2 separate regions of the Oryctolagus cuniculus genome follow, and region 2 is linked to region 1. A link is a contact called in public Micro-C data. All regions are on one chromosome and are shown on one strand. Each heading gives the region's core, a stretch centred on a gene start, on an enhancer-like site or on the middle of the called end of the contact. The rest is flanking DNA. Distances are from core to core; before and after follow the strand shown.

Region 1 (5,892 bases), core at 2,110-4,609:
GACAGCCAAATAGCATTCCATGTGTGGCTGATAATTTAGTCCCCACTCCCCCCAGACCTCTGTGCAACTAACTGTCGCTCCTCAGCCTTGGTGATGAATGTTCTGTGTAAAGCCCACCTTACTCCGTGGGTTCTCCTTACGCTTTCATACGCAGCAGCAGCCAAATTCCGTTCACTCTCTTCGAGAAACTTGTCCTCTAGCAGTGGCCTTTTCCCATCGTGTGGCTGCTCTCCTACTCACTCTGCACTGGGACATCTGCAAAGGCAAGGGGTTCCATTGCTGATGGCCGCATGGCACAGGGAACCAGGGGGGAAGCCATGTGAGGTTCTGCCGCAGCAACAAAGCAATGGCAGTTTTTGAGGGTGGAGGAGGGGTGCAGACCTGGCCCCTTGAGAGAAGGCTGTCACTAGATGTTACTCCTAATGCCTCCCCGGCTAATAGACCCCAATCAGCGCTGCAGGTGCTTGGTGCCAGTTGCTTCCTATAACAGAAAAGTGCTGCATTCCCTGTGTGCCTGCTGCGGAGGGTAAGTGCTTAGTGCTATTTACTTAAAACACTCTAGCTTGATAAATTACAAGCACTTCACTCTGGGTAAAGCTCATAAATTCAGCCCCTACCAAAAAAAAAAAAAAAAAAAATCACAAGCTGACAGCACTTAGTCCTGTTTATAAAGTTCATGCACATCTATCTTTGATACAGGCACAAGTATATATCCATGAAATAGCACCACGGCCCGGCGGAGTCCTGGCAGAGCACAGCCATGACTCCCTCCCGTTGGCCCCCACGCCCCAAGGGCACCTTGAGGAGGAGGCCTGCGGAGGGGGAGCGTCCAGCACTAAGGCCCAGGCCCCCCCCCCCCCGATTTCCGTCTCCCTGCAAACCGCCTCCCTCATTCCCTGCACTTGTCTTTCCCATCTGTTTGCCCACTCCCCAGATCCCTCTGCTCTGCTAGGCTGCGGTGAAGCAGGGAGCAGTGGTGGACTGAGAACACTTCGGCTGGAAAAAGATGGCTTTTTAAACATTTATTTGAAAAATATCTGAGAAAGAGAGAGAGCACTCCCATCTGCTGGTTCATTCTCCCAAATGCCCCCAGTGGCCATGGGGCCAAAGCCTCGAGCCAGGGACTCAATCCGGGTCTCCTCTGTGGGTGGGAGGCAGCCGACCGCTTGAGCCATCGTTCCTGCCTCGCAGGTTCCGCGTTAGCAGGAAGCTGCATCAGGAGCTGGAGCCAGGTATCTGGTAGAGGTACTCTGATATGGGACGGGAGCATCTTGACCACTGGGTCAAATACCCACCTCAAGAGATGGGTTTAAATGAACATTTGTCAGAACCAGGAGCTGTTCTGTTTTTGGCAGCCTGTTCAGGAAAAGTTAGAAACCCCAACATAAAGACCTGTACGTAGTCTGAGCACAGGGCCTGAAAGATTTACGTGCCATCAGCTGTCAGAAAAGAAAATATTTTCACAAGAAAATAAACATGAGCTCATCTCGTTGGTCCAACTTCCCAGAGCCCCACAGGTGTTGTTACAGATGCATCACTGCTCAGAAGCAGAGAGCCAGCGACCCAGGTAGGCGCCTGGTTCCTAATCAGTTGTGGACAGGCAGAGTCGTCACACCCATCAGACCGAGGCTGCAGATTCTGCAGTGAACATTCAGTACTGCAGATAGGCTAATTATGCTGTTTGTCAGATACTAGAAAAAGTGCAAAGAACATTCCTTCACTCTGCAACAGCTTGGACTCAAGCTACAGACATGCTGTTCCCTCCGGCTGGCGTGACCTCCCTTCCGTCAGCCCCTTCACCACCCGGTGTCCACGACCCACCCGTGACAGCAGCCCCTTGGGAAGACCCTCACATCCCTCCTTTCCTGTCCCCCCAGGCCCGAGTTGGGTTCCCACAGCACCCTGTCCTGTTAGCACTTCCCAGGTCGTGTTTTTGTTATTCATTTATCTGTCTTCCCCGTCAGGCATAAACAGGGACAGTGTCTTGTCCTGAATTCATCATGTATCGCCTGTGCTGAGCACAATGACTAGGATGTGGTGGGTGCTCAGTAAATGTTTGTCAAGTGGGTGATCGTCTGGGTAGCTCAATGAGAACTGATGGTGCCCTTCCTGACCTGTCATCCATCATCCTCGGTGAAGGCGGGCTGGAGGCTGTGAGCAGCACCGCCTGGGAGGAGGCAGGTTCAGAATTAACAATAACCACCCCTTATGGAGGATTTATTTACTGTGGGTCGAGCCCTGTCGTAGGCATTTTAAATCTATTAATGCACTTAATCCCTAGATCAGTCTGTTAAGCCAGGTTCTGTTTATTATCCCCAGGGGAGAGCACAAGGAAGTCCAATAACTGCCCAAGGTCACCCAGTGACAGCGCTGAGATTCATGCTGATAGTGGGCACCCATCACTTATCTGTGCCTTCTACACTGCCTCCTGGAAAGAATTAAGCCCTAGCGTCCTAAGGCATCCATCGTATGTAACAGTTTAACTGCCAGAAGGGTATTAGTTATGTCCATCCTTGGGAGTGTGGGAGAAGTAGTCACCAAGTACCTTTATGGGCTCTGTGGTTCACTTGAGAGAGGTGGAGTGAGATGGCTGACAAGGAGTTGGTTTTAGATGCTAGTTCTGGCCTTCTGGGAAACACAGCTGTCTTCTCTAGTCTGCAATCTTCTGTCAAGTGGAGTTACATTGTTTCCTTTTCCTTTAAGGAATGCCTGTTGACATTCGCCTATGGTGTTTCCTGTGCCCAGAACACACCAGGCTGCTCACTCCTTCTGCTCCAAGCCCAGTCTTCCCTGGCCCCTCTTTCCCACATAGGTCATTTTCAGTGTCATTTCCCTATTTCTCCTGGTCACATCCTAGGGGGGTCCCCGTGAACCCTACAAGTGTTGTAGTGCTGAAAACTATACCTGGGTTGAGTATTTTTATTTAATTTTATTTATTTATTTATTTATTTATTTATTTTTTGTGAGAGAGAGAGGATGTGCTCCTATTCGAGAGAGAGAGAAAGAGAAAGGGCATTCTCATCTGTTTACTCACAACCCAAATTCCAGGAATGGGCCAGGCTGAAGACCCCGACCTGTCTGGGTCTGCCATGTGGGTGGCGGGGACCAACCACTTGAAACATGACTGCTGCCTCCCAGGATTTGCCTTAGCAGGAAGCTAGAGTCAGGAGCCAAAACCAGGCATGCAAACTAGGCACTCCCAGGCTCCTTAGCAAACCCCACCCCTGGAGTTGTTGTTGTTATCTTTTTTTTTGCATGGAGTGAGGGAGGTGATTGTCTTCCTAGCCGGTTACAGTACTAGATCTCTGAGAGCAGACTTGTCTGGTTCCAGTTTATCCCCGGCACTGCGGGCAGTACTTGGACACAGTGCGTGTCCTCTAAATGTTTGTGGAAGGAGTAGATGAACCCGGGGTGGGGGTAGGGGTGGGGAGGTGATGTGATTTTGCACTCAGCCTCTGATCTGGGGATTTTACGTAGTCAAGGTGAATCTGTTGGACAGCCAGTGTTTGCCGAGTCTTTGTGCGTGCGTGCTCACCTGGACGCTGGGGACTGAGAAGATGACTAATAGTGCTCTGGCTTGGAGGCGCCTACCATGTAGGGGGACACTCAGATGACAGTGAGTCACTTCACTGCATCAGCACAGTGCGCCGCCTGTGAAAAAAAAAAAAACGAAGACGAGCTCGCTCATGTCCTGGCAAGCCGGCTGGCACCCAGGAAGCCCCGTTCACAGCCGAAGACCTGCCTTCCACGAGGTCCTGAGAAGTGCCCGGCGCATCTGTGGCCAAGAAGTAGAACCCCACATTAGGAAGGCCCAGCAGGTGTCCTACATCTGGGGAGGGCCGCTCAGAGAAGTCCTGCCTCTTAGAGGTCACGGCACGTTGCGGTCAGATTTAACCAAGCAGACACTCCTTACTTGCTTGCTTAAAAGAGAGCATCTTGTCTTTTGTAAGTGGACTCAGGGCTTTAAGTCAACTATATTTAGAGCATCTCCCTGGTTGCCTTAGTTCCCTTAACCTACTCTTGTCTCAAACCTAATTGTGCATCTCTTCCTCCCAGATCTGCTGCCTCTCTTGTGTCTCATCCTTGTTGACTGGCAGCTCCGCACTGAAGCGGAAGTGCCTGTGTCTGTGTCCCTCAGTTTTCCTCCTCCAGTCCCATTCGGACCCGGCTCTGGGTGCGTCTCCTGGCCACTTGCCAGGCCGCAGTCTTCCCCTCAACGGCCACCCTTTTAGCAGGAGTTGGCTTCCTGCCTGCCCTTCTTGGTTCTGGGCTCCTTGCCTCTCCTTCTCCTCCCAGTCGTAGAGGGCATCCGGAATGCACATCTGAGCCTGTTGCTCCTCTGACAATGGCCTTTGGCTGGTCCCGCATCGCACGCCGAACCGCCTCTTGAGCCCAGCTGTCAGTCTCAGTTCCACCAGACAACTGGCAGTTCCCTGTAGAGATCATGATTTAAAGGGAAAACATTTATTTTATTATTTATTTGAAAGGCAGAGTTACAGAGAAAGGGAGAAAGAGTGAGAGAGAGAGGTCGACTTTCCATCCATTGGTTCACTCCCAGATGGCTGGACTAGGTCAAAGCCAGGAGCCTGGAACTCCATCCAGGTCTCCCATGTAGGTGGAGGGGCCCAAGCACTTGGGCCATCTTTCACTGCTTTCCCAGGTGCATTAACAGGAAGCTGGGTCAGAAGTGGAGCAGCCGGGACTCGAACCAGTGCCCTCATGGGATGCCGGCATTGCAAGCCCAGCTTAACCCACTGTACCACAACACTGGCCCTGACATCATGATTTTTATATAGACTCATTTCCTTCTCTCCTTCTTCTAACCTCATTTTTTTTAATTCTTAAAAAACATTTAATTTTTCCAAATTATTGATTTAATTTATTTGAAAGACAGAGTTTTTTTGTTTGTTTGTTTTTGTTTTTGTTTTGGACAGGCAGAGTTAGACAGTGAGATAGAGACAGAGAGAAAGGTCTTCCTTCCGTTGGTTCACCCCCCAAATGGCTGCCACGGCGCTGCGCCAATCCGAAGCCAGGAGCCAGGCACTTCCTCCTGGTCTCCCATGTGGGTGCAGGGCCCAAGCACTTGGGCCATCCTCCACTGCCTTCCCAGGCCACAACAGAGAGCTGGACTGGAAGAGGAGCGACCGGGACAGAATCCAGCGCCCCAACTGGGACTAGAACCCCGGGGTGCAGGCGCTGCAGACGGAAGATTAGCCATGTGAGCCGTGGCACTGGCCAGACAGAGCTCTCTTATCCATTGATCTGTCACCCAAATCCCTGCAACAGCTGGGGCTGGGCTGCTAAAGCTGGGAACTTAATCCAGGCCTCCCTTGTGGGAGGCAGGGACCCAACTACCTGAACCATCACTTGCTGCCTCCCAGGGCGCACATTAGTCGGAAACTGGAACCAGGAGTGGAACTAGGACTTGAACCCAGGCACTCCAGCATGGGTACCAGCATCCCAAATGGTGTCTCAGCCTTCTGTGCCACATCCCCGCCCCTCACTTGTTTTCATTTCTGACCTAGATCCATGCCTGTTTTCCCTGTAGGAATCCTGCTTACACCATTATGTAGCCTTCAGTCAAAGTTAAAAATCTAAGCAGAGCATTCTGAAAAGGTGTGAGAATTTTTTCTCTTCACTTCTTGCAAGTTCCTGGGGGGGGCAAACACATTGTCTTTTTGCATCCAACAAATGTTATTTTACATCTTAAAAACAAAGAAGTGTAGGGCAGCCTTTTGGCTCGGAGCTTAAGTCACCACTTGGGATGCCTGCATTCCGCTCAGAGTGTCTGGATTTGAGTTCTGCTTCTGACTCCAGCTTCCCTGGCAGGCAGCAGTTACGGCTCCAGGACTCCAGTCTCTGCCGCCCGTGTGGGAGGCCCTGACTGAGTTC
Region 2 (6,126 bases), core at 2,000-4,499, 600 kb after region 1:
GCGAGGGCTCGGAGCCAGACTGGGTGGGCTTGGCCGGCTCCGAGGAGCCCTGAAGCAGCCGGGTCATGCAGTAGAGGTTGCTCCTGAGCCCCAGGAGGTTGTTGGCGGTGGCCTGCAGCTGCTCCAAGTCCGTGGGCGCGAACAGTTCCTTCTTCATGGTCTCCAGTCTGGGCAGGACGTGGTCTATCGTGGCGTTGAGGGTCCACAGGAAACCGCGCCTGCTCAGCCGCTGCAGGGCAGCCTCACTGGGGAAGTCCCTGGGGTGCTCCGTGCAGGGTTCACTCGGCCCCGGCACCTCCAGGCCTTGGTACTGGATCTGGGGGAGGAGGGAACCGGAGAATCGGGGTGAGCGCTGGCACCCCATAACCAGGTCAGCCTTGAAAATGGAGACCTGGGGTTGGCACTGTGGCTCAATTGATTAATCCTCCACCTGCGGGCAGACACCCCATATGGACGCCGGTTCGAGGCCTGGCTGCTCCACTTCCAATCCAGCTCTCTGCTATGGTCTGGGAAAGCAGTGGAAGATGGCCCAAGCCCTTGAGCCCCTGCACCTGTGCGGGAGACCCCAAGGAAGCTCCTGGTTTGGGGTCGGTGCAGCTCTGGCCATTGTGGCCATCTGGGGGGTTAACCAGCAGATGGAAGACCTCTCTCTGTCTCTCTCTGCCTCTCACTGTCTGTAACTCCACCTCTCAAATAAATAAATAAATCTTTTTTTTTTTTTTTTGACAGGCAGAGTGGACAGTGAGAGAGACAGAGAGAAAGGTCTTCCTTTGCCGTTGGTTCACCCTCCAATGGCCGCCGCGGCCGGCGCGCTGCAGCCGGCGCACTGCGCTGATCCGATGGCAGGAGCCAGGTACTTCTCCTGGTCTCCCATGCGGGTGCAGGGCCCAAGCACTTGGGCCATCCTCCACTGCACTCCCGGGCCACAGCAGAGAGCTGGCCTGGAAGAGGGGCAACTGGGACAGAATCCGGCGCCCCGACCAGGACTAGAACCCGGTGTGCCGGTGCCGCAAGGCGGAGGATTAGCCTAGTGAGCCGCGGCGCCGGCCAATAAACAAATCTTAAAAAGAAAAATGCTAGGCCCGCTCCCCACCCCATTCCTGTGACCCACCCCTGTCCCTACTCCTGTTGGACAGAGTCAGAAAGGTCCTAGAAGGTCATGGTAGGCAGGGCCAAGGGGCCCGAGGGCGCTGGTCGGGGCGGGGCATCGTGCACGTGGTGACTGGGGTCTGGGGACCTCGGTGGAGGCAGGTGTGTGTAGGGGCTGGGCCTGGCCCTCCCAGCAGCTCCCTGATTTGCTGATGTCTGCACACACACACCACGGGGCTGGGAACTCACGTAGGGGATCAGCAGGCTCTCAGGGTTCTGCAGGAGGTCCGCCTGGTTCCGCAGCTGGTCCAGGAGCTCCGGGTACCGGCGCGAGCAGCTGCACCTGGCCGTGGTACTCAGAAGCAAGAGTCCAAGGACCACACCTGGGGAGAGAGGGGAGGCGTCACCTAACTCAGGGCCTCGCAGTGCCCATCCCTGGACCCGCACTGGGGCCTCCCCCACCCTGGTTGCCGCCCCAGTGAGTCACTCGCCAGGACCTGAAACCATGTGGGAGGGGACAGGGCCCTCACCAAGGCGGTCTCTCAGCAGAGGTTGCAGTGCTAAAATCAGGAGCTGGGAGGCAGGCGCTGTGGCATAGCAGCTAAAGCCACTGCCTGCAATGTCGGCATCCCATATGGGCGCCGGTTCGAGTCCCGGCTGCTCCACTTCCAATCCAGCTCTCTGCTATGGCCTAGGGAAGCAGTAGAAGATGGCCCAAGTCCTTGGGCCCCTGCACCCACATGGGAGACCTGGAGGAGACTCCTGGCTCCTGGCTTCACATTGGTTCAGCTCTGGCACTTGTGGTCATCTGGGGAGTGAACCAGCGGATGGAAAACCTCTCTCTCTCTGTAACTCTGCCTCTCAAGTAAAAAAATACATAAGATCAGGAGCTGGCTGAGGGCAGCCTGTGGAGGGGACTGGCTCCCACCAAGACCTCAGCACTAAGTGCTGGCCACTGCCTCAGGACCCTAACTTGTCAGCACCCCCTTAAGAGACCTGGGTCCTGCCCCCCACAGGTAGGCTTGAGAGAGCTGTGGGGCAGGCAGCCTGGGAGGGGCCTGGTGCCTGTGTTCTGTCTGCAGACCCAGGAGGTCAAGTTTGGAAAGGACCTGGCAGGTTGCCCAGGGCACACGCCCCTGTTCCCGACGGTTACAGTGAGGCTCAGCCAGCCGGTGCTCCCCTGACCTCCCACGCCTCCCTCTTCTCTCCAGCAGGGACAGCCACTTCTCTCAGGTCCCCCAGCGATGCTGCGAGCCACTCAGAAGGTCCCAGGGGGCGGGCCCAGTTACGGCTCTCACCGCACCCCCGCCGTGCACCAGCAACCACGTGGTCGGAAGAGGCCTGTGGCGCAATGGGCCGGAAGGCGGTGACACCATCGTCCCCTTCCTACAAACCGTTCAACCCCGTGGGGAAGACAGGCTGCTGGGGAGGGCTGAGGGGCCAGCCACGGGGCACCCTCATTGCTCCGCTGGGGGGCGGGGGGCTGCTGTGTGTGTGTGTGTGTGTATGCACGTGGGAGCAGGCATCTGTAAGGGTGCACCTGCTCTGCTCACCCGGGCCCAGGGTCTCAGCCTGGGCGACCTCAGGGGACTCCATGCACCTGTTACTGTGTGTGTGCTGCCTGACTGTGTGTGCTCGGGACGCTGGCCTGGCTGCCTTCCTGCCCACCCCGACTCTTCAAATCCAGTCGGGAGGAGAAGGAGGCCCCATGGGCCCCTCCACGCCGTGCACCGCTTCCCCACCCCACCGCTCCCAGTTGCCATCTGCCTCTCTCTCCTGCTTCCTTCACTTCCTCGCTCCCAGAGCTGCCTCAACATCTCCTCCAGGAAGCCTTCCAGGGAGAGCCCTTGTCTACCCGTGGGGATGCTGGGTTCCCCGTGGACCCCTCCGTTTGCCTGGCCTCCTAGCTCTCTCCCGGTCTCAGCATCCCTCTGCCTGGTGCCCGGTCTCCCCAGCTCCCGGAGGGGACAGGTGGCCCCGGCTCAGCGAGCCGAGCCGGCGGGAGGAAGTACTCACTGAACAGCGACCTCCATGTGAGCCGTGCCCGCATGCTGGGTGCCCGCGCTCGAGCCCGTGCCCGCCGCGGGTGACGACTCCCGGCTGGGAGCCCTGCGGGCTGGCAGCCACTTTATGCCCGCCGGGGCGATTGGCCAACACCTCGTGAGGTGGGTGGGGAGGGGGTGGGGGGAGGGCAGGCCTTCTGGGAACATGACCCCAAAAACCAAACTTTCCACGGGCGGCCAATGGGCTCTGGGCGCGGTGCTGTGCCCGCTCCTCCTCCTCTTTTCTTCGAATTCGTTCTTCGAGGTCAGCCCCACGCCCAAGGGTGATGCAAACTGCAGCCTCAGCCCTTCTGGGGTGACAGTGGGGAGCAGGGGGTCCCTGCCATCTCGGGGGAGGCCGGGAGCGGTGGGGGGAGGGGCCGGGAGCCGCGTCTCTCTGCAGGCCCCCGGGCCGATGTCCGCTCAGTACCCGGCGGCCTCGCGGTCACGGAGGTTTGGGGCTGAGGGCAGCGAGACATCCTCCTTCTTGGGTGCCTATCCCGCCCCCTTGCTGGGGCAGTTGGGACATCTGTGAGCGGAAACCACTGGGCTCTGGGCACGGAGCCAGACCCAGGCCGAAAGCCCCTGGTGTTGTGGTTCCAGCCCTGGGACCAGCATCACCACAGCCAGGTTCCTGCTGTGTTGCTGTCTCCCTCTCCTCTCCCATGCACCCCTGCTCAGGCCCCTCTCTGCTCACCACGTCCTCTAGTGGGAACAAGAGGCTTGGGTCAAGGGAAACAGGAGGCTGACATGCTGTGTGACCTGAGGCAAAGCAGTTACCCTCTCTGGGCTGCTGTGGAATGAGGGAGAAAAGCCCTGGCCAGCCCACTTCCTAGGGCTGCTGCTATCATGGACATAAAAGGCAAAAGGCCTTTGAAAGGAAAAGGAAAGATGAAACCAATTCCAAGTATTTGCTCTGGGGGGCGGGATGGAGGGGGTGGGTGAGGACATGGGGAAGCGGCGAGCTCTGAGGGGAAGCTGGGGAGGGGAGTCGCCCGCCCGGTGACGGTTGGGGACCAGGTTTCACTTTCTCTGAAAGATAGCGATCGTGGGTTGGTTCTCCGCTTGTCTGAACATCAGAGAGGAAACTTGGAGAAGGCACCTCCCCAGCCAGGTGCCACTGCGCCGTGCTACGAGGCCCGGGGGACAGCAGACAAGGTGCAGGCCATGCCCGGAGGCCTCAGCACGCGCACAGGCCCGGAAGGGGGTCCCTGGCCCGCCCCCTCTGGAGCCAGGCTGGGGTCCCTGGGGCTGCACGGGGAGGCGGGGGTGGCTGGGCTGCTCTGGCCTGCAGAGCCAGAACTGGGAATGGCCAGTTAGCTAGACAGAGGCTGTGCCCACCGCCCTCCACCTCCGCACACACGCCCCCCCGTCTGTGCCAGCCACTCGCAGGTGCATCCAGTCACAGCTGGATGTGACCACACCAGCTCCCTGGTGCTGTCCACTCGCTGGGGGACTCCCCGCTTGGGGCCCAGGACCCACCGTGGCCACGCCCACTCTCATCCGCTAAATTCCTGTGTCTTCGCCTACTCCTGCCCACCGTTCCCTGGGGCCTGTGCCCAGCTGGGATTCTTCTCCATTTCACATCCCTGAGCTCATCTTGCAAGCGCTCCCGGGAGAAAGAGAGGAAACCCGAGTACTGAGAAGTTCAGGGCTGCGGAGCTCCTTGTCCCGTCTCGGGTGTGGCTGGGCTGGCTGCACTTGAACCCAGTGCTCTGCCCTCCCTGCAGTCCCAGGAGGCCACCTTGTGGACAGGTAAGAGAGGGCTTCAAGCCCAGGACTAAGAGCCCTCAATACCCACGTCACCAAAAGCCAGGAGAGCTTGTATATGGCTTTGCTAGGGGACTCTGCACGAGGAGCCGGTTCCCTGGACCCCCCCCCCCAGATACCCAAATCCATGGATGCTCAAGTCTCTTCTGCAAAACAGCATGGTCTTGGGGCTGGCGCTGTGGCATAGCAGGTAAAGCCACCGGCTGCAGTGTCAGCATCCCATATGAGTGGCCGGTTCGAGTCCCAGCTGCTCCTCTTCCCATCCAGCTCTTTGCTATGGCCTGGGAAAGCAGTGGAAGATGGCCCAGGTGCTTGGGCCCCTGCACCCACGTAGGAGACCTGGAAGAAGCTCCTGGCTCCTGGCTTTGGATCAGCGCAACTCCGGCCGTTGTGGCCAGTTGGGGGATGAACCAGCAGATGGAAGACCTCTCTCTGTTTCTCTCTCTCTCTCTCTCTCTGCCTCTCTGTAACTCTGCCTTTCAAAAAATCTTAAAAAAAAAAAAAAAGGCAGTCTTTGCATCAAACTACACATCGCCTCCCCTGTTCTTTAAATCACTTCTAGATTACCCATGATGCCTGACACATTGCAACCGCTGTGTAAATAGCTGTCACGCTGATTGGTTTAGGGGATTATTTCTGAATGTTTTTCGTTCTCGGGTGAATCCGGGAAGGCAGAGCCCTCAGGTGTGGGGAGTGGGGGAGGGGAGGGGCAGTAGTGGTAGCAGGTGCAGCTTAAGCAGCTCAGATTCTATTTCTTCCACCCTGGAGGCTTGGAATCAGATTTGAGCAGAGCGCCGCTGGTGACTGCTGAGCTCCCCCACCCCTGCCCTTTTATTTATTTATTTATTTTAAGATTTATTTATTTGAAAGGCAGAGTTACAGAGAGAGAGAGAGGTCTTCCGTCTGCTGGTTCACTCCCCTGATGGCCACAACAGCCGGAGCTGCGCCGATCTGAAGGCAGGGAGCCAGGAGCTTCTTCCAGGTCTCCCACATGGATGCAGGGCCCCAAGCACTTGCGCCATCTTCCACTGCTTTCCCAGGCCACAGCAGAGAGCTGGATGGGAAGAGGGGCAGCTGGGACTGGAACCGGTGCCCATATGGGATGCCGGCACTGCAGGTGGCAGCTTTACCTGCCACACCACAGCGCCAGGCCAGAGACCCCGGTCTTTGGTTTGAAGATGGCTCTTTGCCACATCCTCACGTGACTGTCGGTTGATCTATGCAT

Evidence for each region. A called contact is a pair of places that touch in the nucleus more often than the background predicts.
Region 2: a Micro-C map of ear pinna shows a contact between it and region 1, with 1.9 times the contacts expected there. The contact joins the promoter of OSM here to the enhancer-like site in region 1. A contact is called at or near these places in 2 of 6 Hi-C or Micro-C datasets (ear pinna and an unstated tissue).

What each region holds. Positions count from the first base shown.
Region 1 is chr21:22,983,477-22,989,368 of mOryCun1.1, forward strand. All of the region lies in intron 1 of NF2 (NF2, moesin-ezrin-radixin like (MERLIN) tumor suppressor), which reads left to right. Among named protein-coding and RNA genes, the nearest start is that of NF2, 28 kb to the left of the region's middle. Within about 2 kb of position 3,360, at least 2 of the 8 cell types and tissues checked have an H3K27ac peak or open chromatin away from gene starts, as enhancers often do. A contact at or near this core is called in ear pinna, where this site is marked.
Region 2 is chr21:23,578,823-23,584,948 of mOryCun1.1, forward strand. It overlaps OSM (oncostatin M), which reads right to left and starts at 3,250. Exons shown (of 3, transcript XM_008274704.4): 1 at 3,106-3,250; 2 at 1,339-1,472; 3 at 1-316. The coding sequence starts at 3,139.